3 separate regions of the Mus musculus genome follow, and regions 2 and 3 are each linked to region 1. A link is a contact called in public promoter capture Hi-C data. All regions are on one chromosome and are shown on one strand. Each heading gives the region's core, a stretch centred on a gene start, on an enhancer-like site or on the middle of the called end of the contact. The rest is flanking DNA. Distances are from core to core; before and after follow the strand shown. Region 1 holds the start of 4930509E16Rik (RIKEN cDNA 4930509E16 gene). Region 2 holds the start of Myo1e (myosin IE). Region 3 holds the start of Ccnb2 (cyclin B2).

The links. Promoter capture Hi-C pulls out the DNA fragments that hold promoters and counts their contacts.
Region 2: a contact with region 1 is called in a promoter capture Hi-C map of pre-B cells, with 5 times the contacts expected there. The contact joins the promoter of Myo1e here to the promoter of 4930509E16Rik in region 1. A contact is called at or near these places in 2 of 39 promoter capture datasets (liver and pre-B cells) and 1 of 484 Hi-C or Micro-C datasets (B cells).
Region 3: a promoter capture Hi-C map of pre-B cells shows a contact between it and region 1, with 4 times the contacts expected there. The contact joins the promoter of Ccnb2 here to the promoter of 4930509E16Rik in region 1. A contact is called at or near these places in 2 of 39 promoter capture datasets (hippocampal neurons and pre-B cells).

What each region holds. Positions count from the first base shown.
Region 1 is chr9:72,530,546-72,533,128 of GRCm38.p6, reverse strand. 4930509E16Rik (RIKEN cDNA 4930509E16 gene) reads left to right here and starts at 1,271. Exons shown (of 3, transcript NR_045735.1): 1 at 1,271-1,319. Rfx7 (regulatory factor X, 7) reads right to left here and starts at 889. Exons shown (of 9, transcript NM_001033536.1): 1 at 149-889. The coding sequence starts at 309.
Region 2 is chr9:70,206,060-70,208,642 of GRCm38.p6, reverse strand. Myo1e (myosin IE) reads right to left here and starts at 1,293. Exons shown (of 28, transcript NM_181072.3): 1 at 940-1,293. The coding sequence starts at 942. The region is part of intron 1 of Gm26849 (a long non-coding RNA gene); the gene reads left to right.
Region 3 is chr9:70,420,279-70,422,861 of GRCm38.p6, reverse strand. It overlaps Ccnb2 (cyclin B2), which reads left to right and starts at 1,308. Exons shown (of 9, transcript NM_007630.2): 1 at 1,308-1,445. The coding sequence starts at 1,422.

The sequences.
Region 1 (2,583 bases), core at 22-2,521:
GAGGTGGCACAGCCATGCACCCGGCTCTGGAAACCCACCTTCAATGAATGCATTAGCCTCCCCTTCGGATGCCGCCGCCGCCCCCCATCCCCTTTGCAGCAGCAATGTGCCTAGGCTGTTCTACCCCAGCGATGGAGGATCCTCTTACCAGATGGAGTTCTTGATCTTGTGTTGCAGAGCGTTGGCCTCTGTCCCTGGCAGCCCGGGCACAAGGGCTGGCAGAGCCACCCCGGGGTTGGGGGCGCTGAGGGGAAGCTGCTGAGGGGCATCGAGCTGCTGTGGTGGCGGCTGTTGTTGTTCCTCTGCCATCGCTGCTGGAGGGGAGGGAGGGAAGATGGGGGCGCGGGGAAGGGTGAGGGAAGAGACGCGGAGGGGAGGACGACGAGGGGAGGAGGAGGGGGAGGGGAGGAAGAGGAGGAGGAGGGGGAGGAAGAGGAGGAAGGAAGGAAGCTGGATAAGCTAGGCCTATACCCCAGGGCTCGAGTGAGTCGCTTTCTCCGGCCGCCTGAGGGACATCCCCGGGGAGACCGCGCGGCTCCTCGCGGCTCTCGTCACGGTTCCTCTCCCGGTTCTCCTCGCGGTTCTCGTCACGGTTCCTCTCCCGGTTCTCCTTACGGCCCCGCGCGTCACCGCGGCAGAGGCATGGCGGCGCCCCTCAGCCCCCCGTCAGCGGCCGGGGCTGGGGGGCGTCTGAAGAACGAGGTCCGTGGTCGGGCGCCCCCTCGGCCCCAAAATCCAACCCGACGGGTCTCTCGGGGGGCCTGCCTCCCCGGCCGCCCTCCCCCGGGGGCCTGGCGCCTCCGAGCTCCCCCACGCCGCTCGCTCCCTCGCTCGCTCCCGGCCCCGCCGCCGCCGCGGCCACTGCTGCCCTGCCAGCCCGGAGCAGCCCAGCGCGCGCAGCCGCACTGCGGCCCGGCGCAGACGGCACAACACCTACCGCGCGGCCGGGGGGCGTGGACGCGCGTGTGCGGGCGCGGCGCGGGGGCCGCAGGGGGGCGCGGAGCGCGCGGGGCGGAGCGGAGCGGCTACGGGCCGCGGGCCCAGGAAGCCGCGGCGGGGGCCCCGAGGGAGCGGTCGGGTGGCTGCGGCGGCCGAGGGGGTTGGGGGGGCGTGTTGGGGGCGGGGAGCGGGCTCGCGTGACGGCGGCAGGGAGTGGACCTGTGCCACCGTGCGGCGTGGAAGGGAGAATTGATCGCTTCCTAGTGTGTAAGGTGAAACGAATCTACACGCCCTCCCGCCCCCACTACACGCTCGCGAGCGTTTCCCCTCTACTAGTCAGGACTGCTTCCTCTCTCAGCCACCGGACTGAGCTGGAGCAGGTGAGAGCTTTTCGACGAGCTAGCGCAGCGAGCCTACTCGGTCTGGTCGGAAAATGGCAAGTGGCAAGCTGGTGGAAGTGCTCCTCGGTCGGGCATTCAAAGCCCTCCAAATCTGGCCCCACTTTAGCCGTCCAATCACAGCCGCCTCCATCCCCCCTGCAAGAACTCCCAGCTCCAATCAGTGAAGTCTCCATGCCATCCTCAGCGCGCAGCAGATTCATTCTTCCTTGGTGCCTTTGCCCATGCTGTTCCCCACCCCACCCCCTATGCCAGGAGTGCCCTCCCTGCTCTACACTCCCAATTCAGCCCAGGCTCGGAGACACACAGCTCAAGTCGCGGCTTGTCAGGGTCCCTGGCAGCCAAGGCCCCTCCTGTTTCTCAAAAGGAACACATGTAATACAACATGGAGGCGCGAGCTTCAGCCAAGAGCTCTTCCTTCGCAGCCATCTAAACTCACCCCAGCCAGAGACTGCCCACCATTTCGCCCCCTTCCCATTCATAGACAGCTTTGCTGGCTGAGAGTGAGACTCCCTGCCTCCAACAAATCATTCCTCTTAGAAGAGCAGAAGAATTAGCTTTTCTAGGTGGGGCTGGTCAGGAAGGCTAAGCGCCTGGGTGTAGAAGACAGCAGCCAAAGCCTCTGGCACCAGATGGAACAGCTGCACAGCTCGCACTGACCTTTCTCAGTGCCTGTGGCTGTAATGAGCCTCCCAGCCCGTAACTTCTCTGACAGTGTTTCTATCAGACTTGGCCCTGTCAGATTTTCTGGCCACTTTCCTGGATGGACTTTGAGCTAGGAGGCCCTGCCACCTTTCAGACTTCTAGTGGGTGGTGAATCTGATTGGCTTGGATTGCGTGGTCTTTTGAGTGCTCTGTTCCCTGCCTTGGCCTGAAACTCTCTTGCTTTGTCCATGTGGCCTCAGGCCTGGTTCATACAGACTGGAAGCCCATACTCTGAATGTTTGCACCTGGATGGGTGGAGGCAAGGACACCCTTGCAAAATACAGTTTCCTCCTGAGGATCCAGACTGTGTTCCAGAATGCATATTTATAATTCTGTATTCACGGGGAAGATGATATAAAAAGACAATGGGAAAAGTGGCCCAGACCCCTTTTTCTAATTTTTTTTTTTTAAACCCGAAGAGTGATGGCCTCACATTGCCACATTCGGGGAGGGGGGGGAGGGGGAGAATCAACAAAGAAAGGTAACTAGGACCTGCTAAAGACCTTAAGAAAAGGAAGTTGAGAACCGAGATGTCTTTAAA
Region 2 (2,583 bases), core at 44-2,543, 2.3 Mb after region 1:
AAGTTTTTAAAGTCCCCCCCCTTTCGGTCCGGGTGGCTGGCAATGTCTCTAAAATTCAATCTTTGTTTTTGTCCTTCAGTAGGAAAGCCACACCACGGCAAAGCCCAGGGGATGTGGCTAAGGTTATTTGGGATTGAGAGAGGAGGGTGGCTGGGCTGGGGACTTAGTCTCAAATGAGTTACAGAGAGGCTGTCCAACCCAGACACTCCCCCAAGTACCAAGTGGGAAAGAACAAAACCAGGAACGATCTCCGAGAGGGTGGCGGTCCTCTCGAGCTGGGGACCGGGTGGGGCCCTCCTCAGGAGGTGTTTACCCTACACAGGGACCCTACAGGCCTGGGCTCCCGGCCAGTTTGGCTGCCGCTGCGCGCTGTCGTCAGAGTCCCTGCAGCCCGGGCCACCGCCAGGTGCTCCGCAGTACCTGGCGCCCCTGCCTGCCTTTGTGCAGCGCTCGGCCCATCACCAGCGCAGGCGGGGCTGCCTAGGTCCTCCCCAATGCCAGGAGAACAACTGCGGGATCAGCCTGCCAGGGAGCTCACGCCAGTGCCTGCCCAGGGGAGAGGACCCGAGGGACACAGGCGTGCCCCTCACCTTCTCTAGAGGAGAAAAAAGTCTCCGGTCCCACGGCTGTGCCGGTGAAAACAGACGTGCCCACTCTCAAGCTTCAGACAGCTGGCAGCCACAACAACATTGGCACCAAAACTTTCGCGGCGCAGAAAGTCACTCCAGAGAGTTTTTCTTGTCCCTCCTCTCTCCCTCTTCCCGTTTAAGACCCGGTTTACAGCAAACAGCAGGAAATCAGCGCTCCAGAAGTGCACACTCCCGCGTCCACCTTCTCCACCCCCTGGCCTGGGCAGCTTGCCCAAGGTAGGTGCCCGCTCCGGGGCTTCCTGCCCCATCCCAGGGTCAGGCGTCCTGGGACGCGGCGCAGCCAACTCACCATGGTGACTCCCGCCGCGGTCGCGCCTCCGCCGGGTCCCGCTGCCTAGGCACTGAGGCTGGAACGCGGTCTCCTGGGCGAACTTCAAAAGTTGGTTCCCTTCGCCAAAAAACAAGCTCCCGACACCCAAGCACTCACAGGAGCCAATGGAAATCCAAGAGGGACTCCATCCAGGCGGGATCCGAAACGCTAGGTGAAGGCAAAACTTAGCAGACCCGGTGCACACTCAGACCTGGCGATCCCCAACTGTCTAGAGATGCACCCTGATGCGCTCTGCGGGATTGCTTGTCCAACTGCTTTGCCTGGACCCGCTTTCTCTTAACACTTAATCCGAACTCTTCTCTGGCTCAGGCTGGGCTCGGGCCGGGCAATCTGTCCATAAATGGAGAATTCAGCACAGGCCTGACCAATCAGAATTTGTTTTCGCAGCGTCACTCCTCAGGGAAGCCGAGGTAGCCAACAAGCGTGAACTACAAGAGTTTACAAAGGCCTCTGGATCCTGTAGTCCTGCGGCCTCGCTACCCCGCAGAGCGCGCCGCTGTCCTAGCCGTCCCCAGGGAGCCACCCCCAAACCGAAGGGATGAAAACACTTGGGGAGGTTAGGAAACCGCGCTCCTGTCGCTTCTCTTTACGGAGAAACTTAGCATCGACTTAGCTCCCACTCACAAGTCGCATGATTTTCCTAGATTCTTTTTTTTAAAGAAATATTTTTAACTGCTTAAAAGATCACAAAGTCGCAGCTCAAAGGAAATCCTTTTTCTTTTCTTCTCTCTCTCTTTCTCTCTTTCTCTCTTTTTTTTTTCTTTCTGGATTGTGAGGGAAGTCGAAAATACTTCCTCCACCCGTCTTTTGTACCTGAATTAATTTCCTTGGGAAGGGAGAGGAAGGGAGGGAGGGAGGGGGGGGAGAGAGAGAGAGAGAGAGAGAGAGGGAGAGAGAGAGAGAGAGAGAGAGAGAGAGAGAGAGAGAGAGAGAGAGAGAGGAGGAAGGAGAAGGAGAAGGAGAAGGAGAAGGAGAAGGAGAAGGAGAAGGAGAAGGAGAAGGAGAAGGAGAAGGAGAAGGAGAAGGAGAAGGAGAAGGAGAAGGAGAAGGAGAAGGAGAAGGAGAAGAAGAAGAAGAAGAAGAAGAAGAAGAAGAAGAAGAAGAAGAAGAAGAAGAAGAAGAAGAAGAAGAAGAAGAAGAAGAAGAAGAAGAAAAGAGAGAGACAGAGACCTTGGTCCTCGCGGTGTCCGGTTTCAGGAAGCCAGGTAGCCTAGGAGAGAGGGGAACGGGGATTCCTAAAACAGTATTAGGGAGTCTGACTCCTGGTGAAAGGGAAGACTGAGGAAGTAAACTCGCAGGGCCTCTGCGGGGCTGCGCTCCCAGGATCTGAGGAAGAAGAGTTCAGGAAGAAAAGAGCACAGAAAATCTTGAGATTCGGTCGTCCCCATTCACGTGAACCTAGGATCCTAGAGTTGCAACGGATAGTAAAAAATCAAATCATCTTGGCTAGGACGAGTTTTGCTCTTTGTTTTAATGTGGTGCATACCTTCAGAGGACTATGGCCAAACCAGGAAAAGGAGCGAATGCTGATACACCCTGCAACAGAGAAGGACCCAGGAAACCTAATTATGTGAAAGAGGTTGAGGTCAAAGTTCAGGAGGA
Region 3 (2,583 bases), core at 59-2,558, 2.1 Mb after region 1:
AATTGGTGCTGAAATCATGAGTTTAAGAGGTCCTCCTGCCATTTCTGAGTTCAAGGCCAGCCTGGTCTACAGAGTGAGTTCCAGGACTGCCAGGGCTATACAAAGAAACCCTGTCTCAGGAAAAAAAAAAATCCTCCTGCCTTAGCCTCCCAAGTAACTGGAATTATTACAAGCATGTGCTAATAGTACAAACTGCAGAGCACATTTTCTTCCCCAATCCAAACCAAAGCTTCCCAAGAAAGAGAAAGCTATGCGTAACCTCTGTGATTGTAAGGATGATGGACCAAGAGTCAGCAGCCACAGAACTTTCATTTCCTTTAGCAGGTACTTGAGAGAACTTAATGGGATATAAATAGTTATTTCTGCTCCTTTGGTTTCCAATATCCATGTGTAATTTAGGTCGAGGGGTAGTACTGCCACCTTGTCTTTTCAGGTGGGAGTGTTGGACAACACTGGTTCTTCCTTTAGACTCAGATTGGAAATGTCAGATTTGGGCGAAGGGGGAGGGAGCATTTATTATTTCCCAATAGAAGGGACTTGAACAAGACTGATGGGGTAGCCTGATCTCAAGTCGTTCTGCTGGCACTGCACCATTTTCTGTGTTGTTACCTAGTCTTTTCCCCAGGGTAATATTCTGGTTTTGTTTTTTGTTTTTGTTTTTGTTTTCTGTCTTGTCTCTCACTGTTCACAACTTGGGATACTCATTATTTTTCTTTTGAAATCTTGTGCACATCACACCGTCATTTGACAAATAGTTTCTGAGTTCTACTGTATTGTGCTGGAAGTCACACAAATCACGTCTAGTTTGAATTATGACTCTGCTGGGGATCTGTTTTAGGAAGACCACATACAGTACACATCCGAGTCACAATCATCTTGTAGCCCTGAACGACCTGGAGACGATGGCTTCATTTGCCAGACCATTCCAATCCAAATTCCCAGGTAGACGTTTCCGGAAGAGGAAGTAAGGTCAGAAGTAGCATTTCCAGGAAGTTCTCTGGAACCCACTTCTACCTAACCCAGAACAAACTTTTAAAGACATATGTCCTTAGGTGATGGCTCCCCACTCCTACCCCTAAAATTAAGACAATCTTTTCCAGTAGGAGGAAAAATTATTTTATTTAATATCAGGGACTAGAATTTGAAAATAAGACTGTAGACAAGGAAACAACAAAGCCTGGTGGCCTCGCTGGTTGCTATGACAAGCAAATACAAGCCAGCCAATCAACGTGCAGAAAGGCCTTCCAGTCTAGCCAATGGGTTGCGCGCGCCCTGCGTGCGTCTACCCAATAGTGCGTCAGCGGCGCGGTATTTGAATCGCGGACCGGGCGGTGGACGCGGAGCGGCGGGGCCCTGACCCTCCCAACGGTGTCGCAGACCGGAGTGGCTGTGCCTCGTCCGCACTTGCCAGGGCGGCCCTCATGGCGCTGCTCCGACGCCCGACGGTGAGTGCGCCGGGGCTACGGTGCCCTGTCCTGCCGGGTAGCCCGGGAGGCTGCCGGAGAGGCCCTGGCAGAGCTAAAGCGGTCCAGAGGCCCGGCCTGGGGTCTTCATTCCTGTTACCACTCAGGGCTGTGCTGCGCTGGGGATGAGGACCGGGAGGAACCGGGAAGCCGCCCAGTGCCATTTCTCTACTTTTCACATTTTTCAGTTTGCTTCGTGTGAGCTTCCCATTCGCGTCTTCATACTGCCTTCCTGGCCAAGGTCATTAAAGTGTGGTTTTGTCCTCTTAAAAAAAAAAAAAAACAGAAATAACAAAATGAAAACAAATACCCACCTAAGTGCTGGGCGGTGGTGGTGCACGCCTTTAATCCCAGCACTTGGGAGGCAGAGGCAGGCGGATTTCTGAGTTCGAGGCCAGCCTGGTCTACAGAGTGAGTTCCAGGACAGCCAGGGCTATTCAAAGAAACCCTGTCTCGAAAAAAGCAAAAAACAAAAAACAAAAACACCCAAGTGTAAGAGGAAACGTACAAAACTTGGATCCTAGGATGGCAGACAGTTGGGCAAAAGGCCAAATTCCTTTAATTACCTTTTTGAGAATGAAAGTATTACTGACTTTTAGGCTTTAATTGTACTAGGGTCGGTCTACTTTAGTTGAAAACAAGAGGGCCCCCGACACAGCTGCTGCCATTGTCCTGGCTAGTTAAAAGCCTCCAATTCCTCTTCCCAGTGAATTCAGGGGTACCCCTCATTACCAGGCTTTAACTCATAAGAAATTGAACTTTCAAACTCATTTTGAATTTAGCCGTGGGAAGCTAGCAGTAAAGACCGAACAGCTTAGATTTGGGGATCAGAATCCTAAACAATGAGGAACATACAGTCAGGGTTCATGTCTTGTAGCTCTAACTGCCACTAACAAGTTAATTTTTGTCTAATTTGTTCTTTCAAATTATTTAACAGTTAAAGTCTTGTGTAGGGATGGGGTACAGTTTATCTGGTCTATCCTACACAGGTCATCTTAAAAAAAAACAAAAAAACCCCAACCTTTGGAGAGGTTTTTTTGTTTGTTTTGTAGGATTAGTTCCCCCCCTCCCCCAACACTCAGAAAGTTAAATATTTTTTTCTCATGGAATACTTGTTATT